2 separate regions of the Mus musculus genome follow, and region 2 is linked to region 1. The links are chromatin contacts, called in public HiChIP or PLAC-seq maps. All regions are on one chromosome and are shown on one strand. The core of a region is the stretch at or near the end of the contact, and the rest is flanking DNA. Distances in the headings are between cores, read along the strand shown.

Region 1 (3,890 bases), core at 1,021-3,520:
ATCATGCCATTTTAGCTCCTGCAGTGGCTGAACTGGTGCTTCCTGTGAAACACAGATGAGCGATAAATGCTTGCCTCTGAACACAGGCTGTGAACACAGTGCTGCTGTGGCCAAGCAGGCAGAGAAGGAGGGGGCGTGCATGGGCCTCTACAGCAATGGTGATAGCCATGGTTGCCTAAGTTCTTGCCGGGTACCAGGTGCTCTCAGTGGATGTTGCCCATCCTCAACGAATCTTTGCATGCTTTCCTTGGTATCCCCCTGGCATCCTTGTGCAACCCCCACCTCAAGCACAGTGAAGGATGTGGCTTCCTGAGCGTAAGCCCCTGGCCAGGGCCATGTATAAATAAATGACAGACCTCAGATTCAAGACCAGGTCTGCCTGCTTTGAATACTTTACAGTCCTTTTGCCACTACCCTCTTCTCCCCGGGGAGGATTAATAATGACCGGTGGTGTTAGGCCAGATGGGATGGATCCCTTTGGGATTTGGAACAATTTGGAGAGTATGGTACAAGTATCAAAGCTACAGGGGCTGTCCTAGTGGACAAAGGATAGACCGGGTCTGGTGGAGACCAGACCCCTGGACCAGTGACAAGCCTGAAACAAGATGCCAACACCCTTGGGTGCACAAAACCCCTTTATTTTGGAGACCTCAGAGTCTCAACACACTTCATGTGTTTTCCCCAGACAAGGATACGGATAAATCATTGTGATCCTAATCTCTTCCTAGGAATGTTAGGGACCACAAATGATGTCACAGAGTAGGCAGTTCAACATCTGAAACTCTTATGCCACCAGTTCTACCGAGGATGCTTCTCCTGATGCCAAAGACGGGAAAATCAAGGGGACAGGGTGTCTTGCCTGAGGCCAGACAAATCCAGAGGAGCCAGCTGAGATTTTGACCATGACTTGAGAATACTTAGAAAGTGGACACAATGTGTCAGAGCTAAACTAGCTCCCTCTGTTCATGGCCTCCAGACCTTGCTCTCCTTATTGCTTTCTCCATGCAGCAGCCTGCAGAATCTCTGCCCCAAGGAGCCACAGGTAGCTTCAGCGGGGTTTCAGGCTCGCTGTACTTATCTGCCCTCTTCTGCTTCATGACCTCAGCAGAGATGGCTCTGTGCCAGAAGAGGCCATGGCCTCAGGCTCTTTGGAAGTTTAGCCCCAATTCCCTTCCCAGACTCCACCCATACAGCCAGAGAGACAGTCAGGGTGTGGCCCCATGTCCACCCCCATCAGGAGAACAGGCACTGGGTGGGGTGGGGTGCGGTGGGGGGGACACCAAAAGAAACAGCTCTCCAAGCCAGATGAAGCCTGTGAGTGGAGAGAGGTCAGGCTGTGGAGAGAGATAGGGGAAGCCTGTGCTAAGTCTTTCTGGGTTATATTCACTTCTCTTTTCCTGTTGCCGCCTCTGCCGAGGATGCCATCTGGCACAGGCAGAGCCATGTGGGCTCTGGGAGGAGGGAGGACTGTCTGACTCCCCGGTTCAGAGCCCAGAGCTTCTAAATAATCCCACAAGGAAAGAACTTTGTCCTGTTGCTGGCCATAAACAGGCTAACAGGCAACTCCATCTTCTCCCTCCCTCCCTTCTTGGCTGCTAGGCACCCATTTGCTCCTTGGGGTGGTCTTGGGATCCTAAACCCACCCTCACATGGGGAACACAGTGCCTGACAGATAGCATAGGGATGGAGCAGAGCTGGGACCCGGCCATCCTCTGAGATTATCATGGGGGGGGGGGGGGCTCTTCCCAAGGACAGGAGACAGACAGCTGGGGGTGGGGGAAGCATCATTTCCGTGTTCTTCCCGGAGTTCCCTCCAGATAGTCTCTAGAGGCTGCCGGCTCCTTTAACAGCTGCACACTCCAGGAAAGGGCCCCTCCTTACCTAGGGCTGGTTGCAGGCCCCCGTGGCCTTGGATTCCTGATGGATTGACAGCAGTGTGGGCTCCCGCAGACACTGGGAAGGTGCTCCTGACCGCGAGGCAAAGTGGCCTCACGGGGTTCACTGCCGGCTTTGCTTTTGCACCCAGGTCCGCGTAGGATCCGGGCCCAGCGTTTGAACGCAACGCAACGGAGCTTTGGGCCCAGTTACAAACAAACTTAACTGGAGGCGTCTACAGATGAAGTGCAGGCATCTGCAGACAAATTTAACTCCAGAAAAGAGAGAGAAAGAAACAGTGGCGTGGAACTTTCTAGCCAGAGAATGGAAAAACAGCCTCCTGGCGCCAGGCAGAAGAGGGAGGGCTGCTGAGGGCGGCGCGAGGCAGAAACAGAGGAAGTGGAGAAGCGGTCTCCGATGCTGCGTCCTGTCCCAGCCCGCCTCTGGGCCCGCTGTGGCTGGCCCTACTGGCCCTGCCTTGACTCTACCCTGAGCACCCCTCGGGGGCCATCTGGGAAGGTCTAGGCAGTTGCCAGGCAGGGCCCTCAAGGAGATCTTGCCTAGGCTTGCCCTCCAGGCCAGTTAGAAGAACATCCCCCGTACTTGACACCCACCTGGCAGAAGCTGCGGGAGGAGTTCCCTGCAGAGTCAGGGGAGAGGTGGGTGTTCAGGATTGATGGTGATGCTCCAGATTGCAAACTCCTGGTCAAGACCCTGGTCCCCTCCTCCCCTCCTCTCTCTGCGCATCCTGCCTTTGCCTGTACCTGCCATCCCCAGAAGAGGACCTTCCCATCATAGTCCATCTAACTCCTAGGTACTGTCCCCATCTGGGTATCTAGAACTCCTAAGGCAGAGGCTGGTCTTAGGTAGAAATTAAAGGGAGACAGGATCTCTTAAACTGCACCGCCTGCCCCTAGAGTCGTCTCTGGGAGCTCACAAGTCATGAGTCAAGTCCACTGACAGGGAGAGTGTCAAGATGGCCTCAGTGGCTCCTAAGATTGGGAGAGATAGCCTTCACGGCCATCAGCTCTCCAGGGCTGGGACAGTGGGATTCACACTGAGCAGGGACAAGCCACACCCTCCTGAGTCTGGCTTGTCTGTGTAGCAGGGATAAATGGAGAGCAATCGGTACCCGTGCCTTTCCAAGAAGCACTTTACAGGGTGGGGGACTTGCCTGAGCTCCCACCACTCTGGAGTTAGGTCTCACCAAAGCTTCCCTCACGTCTGTTCCTCTGAGCACTTTCTGGCACCTTATCCCCTGTGGGTGCCCCACCCCACCCTGCAAGTGCACGCGTGCACACACACACACACACACACACACACACACACACACACACACACTTGGTCTGTATTCATTTGGTCCCTTTATTCGGATCTGGGGTTAAGTTCAACTTCCTGTTCCCTGTGGCACCTGGGTCCCAGCTGAGAGTGGAGGTGGGCTCTGAGATAGGCAGGCCAAGGGGCTGGAAGATGGGGCCAGGAAACAAGAAACTGTCTGCACTTCTACTTTCTTTTCTTGGACAAGACAGCAGCTAAGTATTCCTGTCCTGTCCCATCCCTTGGTCGGGTTCAGGGGAGAGGAGAGCAAGCAGTCATGAGTTCCGAAAGGAATGAGCACCTTAACCACACAGCTCCAAGTGTCTGCTGCGTGCCACACGCTTTTACGCATGGTGTGTGAGACCCCGACTTAGAATGTTTCTCCCTGGAAGGTAAAGCCCCTGGCTGTTCCCCAAGCTTGTTTTCCCTGATCTCTAAAAATACAGCCAGAAAGAAGCTCTTTGTTCTCTATAGCCAGCAAAAAGCCTTTTTGTTTCTGAGCCTTACAGCCAGAGATGCGATACTTGTAATTTTACCAAGGACATCGGCAGAGAAGAACTCTCCTCCCAACTCCTCCCAATTCCTTGGCTAGCTGTTAAAAGCCCCCTACTGTTACTTCCCTGCCCTGCATTGCTCGAGGAGTTCGTCCTCAGCTAGCTGATAATAAAACCTCTTGCAGTTTGCATCAGGTGTGGGTG
Region 2 (3,890 bases), core at 754-3,253, 120 kb after region 1:
GGCAGGAGGATCTCTGCAAGTTCGAGGCTAACCTGGTCTGCATATTGAGTTTCAGGTCAGCCAGAGCTTCATTTCTGTCTCAAAACAGAAAAACAAACAAACAAACACCTCAAACACCGTATTAGTGTCTTCTTGGGCACCTGCATCAGAGTAGGGGACTCCCTGAGCAGGTGGCCTTCAGGAATTAGATTGCAGTGTTCTAGACCTTTCTTTTTAGGAAGACGCAGTTTGAAAGGATTAGAGGATGTGGGCTTGTATTAAGCCACACTCCGTGGCTTGTTCTATATATAGGATAGGTATCCCTCACTGTGACCAAGCACCTGAGGAGAGGGCAGCCGAAGGGAGGATGGGCTTTGATTGGCAAACCTAGTGAGGGGGCGGAGATGGCCAGAGTGTGAGGGCTAGTCACATTCAGTCATGCGCTGTGGCTGTCCGAGAGGTGTGTCTGCATGTGCTCCATTCTCAGTATTCCCTTTGGCAGTCCTTAGCGTGGGAAATCTGTCCTCGTCATGATGTCAGCCACAGCTAGGGTGGGTTTACCTTGCTGGGCATCTCTCACTAGCCTCACTGTAAACGAAGCTCCGGAGATCCTAATTCTGTAGCTGTAGGATAGGTTCTGGACCTCCGATTCTGTTGTTGTTTGTGTTTGCTTGCCTGATTTATTTGAGACAAGATCTGTCTACATAGCCCTGGCTGTCCTAGAACTCATTCTGTAGACCAGGCCAATTCTGCACGCGCGCACGCGCGCGCGCGCGCACACACACACACACACACACACACACACACACACACACACACGCGCGCGCGCGCGCCTGCAAATCTGAGCTGAAGTTAGTTAGAGAGAATTGGCTGCACTCATTGCTTCTTAGAGAAGGGAAATCACAGAGGCAAAGCCCGCTCCTACATCAGTACCACCTAATAATAGCTAAGTAGCTTTCCAGTAAGGCTTCTGCCATCTAAGGGTGTTTATGAGACTGGAGCAGGAAGGAATTAAAACAAAACAAACACAAGACTTTTTCTGTCCCAAGTACTAAGTGGGTCAAGGTGGATGTTAAGAAATACCACCCAGAACCCAGTGACTATTAATAGCTCCTGAGTTGTTTGGAGAATTGGGCATGTCTGTCAGCCAACAAAATGGTGTTGGGGAATCCTGACCCTAAGGGGAAAAGAAGCCAGGGGCAGCATGTGCAGGGTCACCGTTCCTCTTACAGTAAAGGCTTGGCTTTGTGAAAGTTCCCCATGAGCCAATAAGTAAGGGTCGTTTCCTGTATCCATGTGTACAGAACTCTATGTATTCACTGGTAGAATGAAACTACTTTCACTAAGACAACCAGGTCAGGGTTGCTTTATAGATGTTGTTCGGAAAAATGCTAGCCAGTGCAGTTGGGAAAGAAAAGTAACTTGACATCCGTTTCTGAAAAGATGGTAATTGATTTAAAATATTAATGTAGTAAGAGAAAAACTGTATGAACTGAGCATGCAATCCAACCTGTTTGGGAGGCTTTTGCCTGAGCTGCGGAGCAAGTTCAAAGCCAGCCTAGGCTACTTGGTTTTCAAGGCAAGGTTTCTCTGTATAGCCCTGGCTGTCCTAGAACTCACTCTGTAGATCAGGCTGGCCTCAAACCCATAGATCTGCCTGCCTCTGTCTCCTCTGAGTCCTGGGATAAAAGGTGTGCCTGGTTGTGAGATACTGTTTTAAAAAGTTAAATAAGGTATTGGGACATTGGTCAGTGACTGATAGCTTTCCTAACACAAGTGAAACCTGAGTCTAGTCTTCAGTGTGGAGGGGGAGAAGGAAGGGAGGAGAGGAGAGAGGAAAGACGCACCCTGTGAACATTCGTTGATCATTCTTAGAAATAATAACACTGACATGAGTTACAGCTAACAATGCACCTGCCTGTGTGCAGAACCTTCTCTCAGGGCCCATGGGAAAGTCACAGGCAAGTGACTTCTTGTTCTCAGCGAGCTCGTGGCTCTGCTAGAGAAACAGAGCTGGAGTTTCAGGCCAAGAAGAGGAAGTACTTTAGGCTGTGTGGCTGGGCATGGCGGGTCAATAACCATAGGTAGTGGAGTTTAGGGGAAGCCATGCTTCCCCAGAGACTATGTTTGAGGACAGCCTCAAGAGGCTCCTGGAGCAGTCAGCTCCTTGAGGACAAAGGCTCTGTCCCCAGTCTCATGCGTGCACAATGAGCCCCCAGGAAAGACTGGGAGGAAAACAGGAGGGAGAGAGAGAAGGCAAGGCTGCAAGACCAGAATGTAGGGACCAGGGTGCCTGGGTAGAGAAGGTGGGTGATTCCAAGGCACTGTGGTAGCGAGGGCAGGACTCTGACAAGAGACTGAGGTAGGAGGCATGGGCACGGGGGACTCCATTCTCTGAAGGCCAAAGGTACCTAGGGAAAGTTGGCTTGGAAATTGCGGGTGATATAGAACATGATACTACCTCCTGACCTATAGGTGGGCACAGAGCATGGGTCGGAGTTGAACCAGCCTGTGGGGTCCTGCCTCAGCCTGTGGCTGTCCTCTGGGCAGGTGTTGGAGCTCTCTGTGGGGGCAGGGACTGAAACTTTCTCCTTTAGGCTAATGGCAGTGTGGCCCATCCACTTTCTCAGGCTCCACCATCATGACTGAACGGGGTGGCCCATCTCTCCCCTGCTCACCTGCCTCCACTCCAACCTCACCCAGTGCCCTGGGCATCCGCCTCTCTGACCCCCTGCTCAGCACCTGCGGTTCTGGGCCCCTAGGTGGCTCTGCTGGAGGTGAGTACCAAGGCCCCCGTGGGTGGGTCAATGCGTCTCTCGAAATCCTATAGAGAGGGACGGTTGACAGAGCTCTCCAGATGTGTAGCTGTGGCTTTTTTTTTTTCTTTTTAAAGATTTATTTTAAACTCTGTGTGTGTGTGTGTGTGTGTGTGTGTGTGTGTGTGTGTCTGTGTCTGTGTGTGTGTATGTAAGTATAAATGCTCACGGAGCACAGAAGAGGGTATCTGATCTTCCAGGCGACTTCTTAAAGTGCATGTGGGGGATTCCAAGCGTTAGTGCAGTAGAACCACGCCTGGAAAGAATTAGAAAGTCCTTTCCTCCTTTCCTCTTTTCCTCTTTTCCTCCTTTCCTCTGACTGCTGCTCTGGCTCTGTCTGGGGCTGTGTGGCTACAGCTCCTTCCTTGGGCAGGAAGGTGGGTTGTCAGTGTGGAAAGGTGGCTTTGCGTAGTGGCAGAAGACATGAGCTGGGGTGGGGTGGGGGGGGCTTTTCTCTTGGGAGAAGGCCCCGTGCTGGGCTGGGTCCCATCCCCTTTTGATTGGTGCTCTTGCTCTCAGGGACAGCCCCCAACTCACCTGTGAGCCTGCCCGAGTCACCGGTGACCCCAGGTCTGGGCCAGTGGAGTGATGAATGCACCATTTGCTATGAACACGCAGTGGACACAGTCATCTACACGTGTGGCCACATGTGCCTGTGCTACTCCTGTGGCCTGCGCCTCAAGAAGGCCCTGCACGCCTGCTGCCCCATCTGCCGTCGCCCCATCAAGGACATCATCAAGACCTACCGCAGCTCCTAGCCCACTGCAGAGCCCCACCTGCACGCCCACTTCTGCAGACTGCAGCCCAGCCAGCACCAGCTGAGGGCAAAGCCAACAGGGTCCCTTCCTTCTACAGTTTGCAAACTCTTCCTCCTTTTCCATTAAACGTGGGAAACCAAGGTCCCTGGAGGATTGGGCTGAAAGAGTTTCAGGCAGGGAGATGAGGGCACAAGCAGTGAGGGGAGGAGGGTACCCCATATCTCTCTCCTCTTTACCCAGATTTCTGCATGCTGAGTGGCTGGTTGCCATCCCTCGAGATCTCGGCAGATCTCTAGGTTGTGCAGCCCGGCAGCCCGTGCGGCATCTTGGAGAGAGT

What was found. HiChIP or PLAC-seq counts read pairs in DNA pulled down with a chosen protein or histone mark.
Region 2: a contact with region 1 is called in an H3K27ac HiChIP or PLAC-seq map of microglia, with 4 times the contacts expected there. The contact joins the enhancer-like site here to the promoter of Calhm2 in region 1. A contact is called at or near these places in 2 of 39 promoter capture datasets (both in embryonic stem cells), 25 of 484 Hi-C or Micro-C datasets (the C2C12 cell line, the N1E-115 cell line, the Patski cell line and 18 more), 2 of 115 datasets of contacts at active chromatin or transcription factors (bone marrow-derived dendritic cells and microglia) and 2 of 9 other capture datasets (adipose tissue and embryonic stem cells).

What each region holds. Positions count from the first base shown.
Region 1 is chr19:47,136,024-47,139,913 of GRCm38.p6, forward strand. It overlaps Calhm2 (calcium homeostasis modulator family member 2), which reads right to left and starts at 2,271. Exons shown (of 3, transcript NM_133746.5): 1 at 1,882-2,271; 2 at 1-42.
Region 2 is chr19:47,254,103-47,257,992 of GRCm38.p6, forward strand. Neurl1a (neuralized E3 ubiquitin protein ligase 1A) reads left to right here. Exons shown (of 6, transcript NM_021360.4): 5 at 2,610-2,756; 6 at 3,315-3,890. The coding sequence ends at 3,553. Among named protein-coding and RNA genes, the nearest start is that of Mir6995, 18 kb to the right of the region's middle. Within about 2 kb of position 2,004, at least 18 of the 459 cell types and tissues checked have an H3K27ac peak or open chromatin away from gene starts, as enhancers often do. A contact at or near this core is called in bone marrow-derived macrophages and microglia, where this site is marked.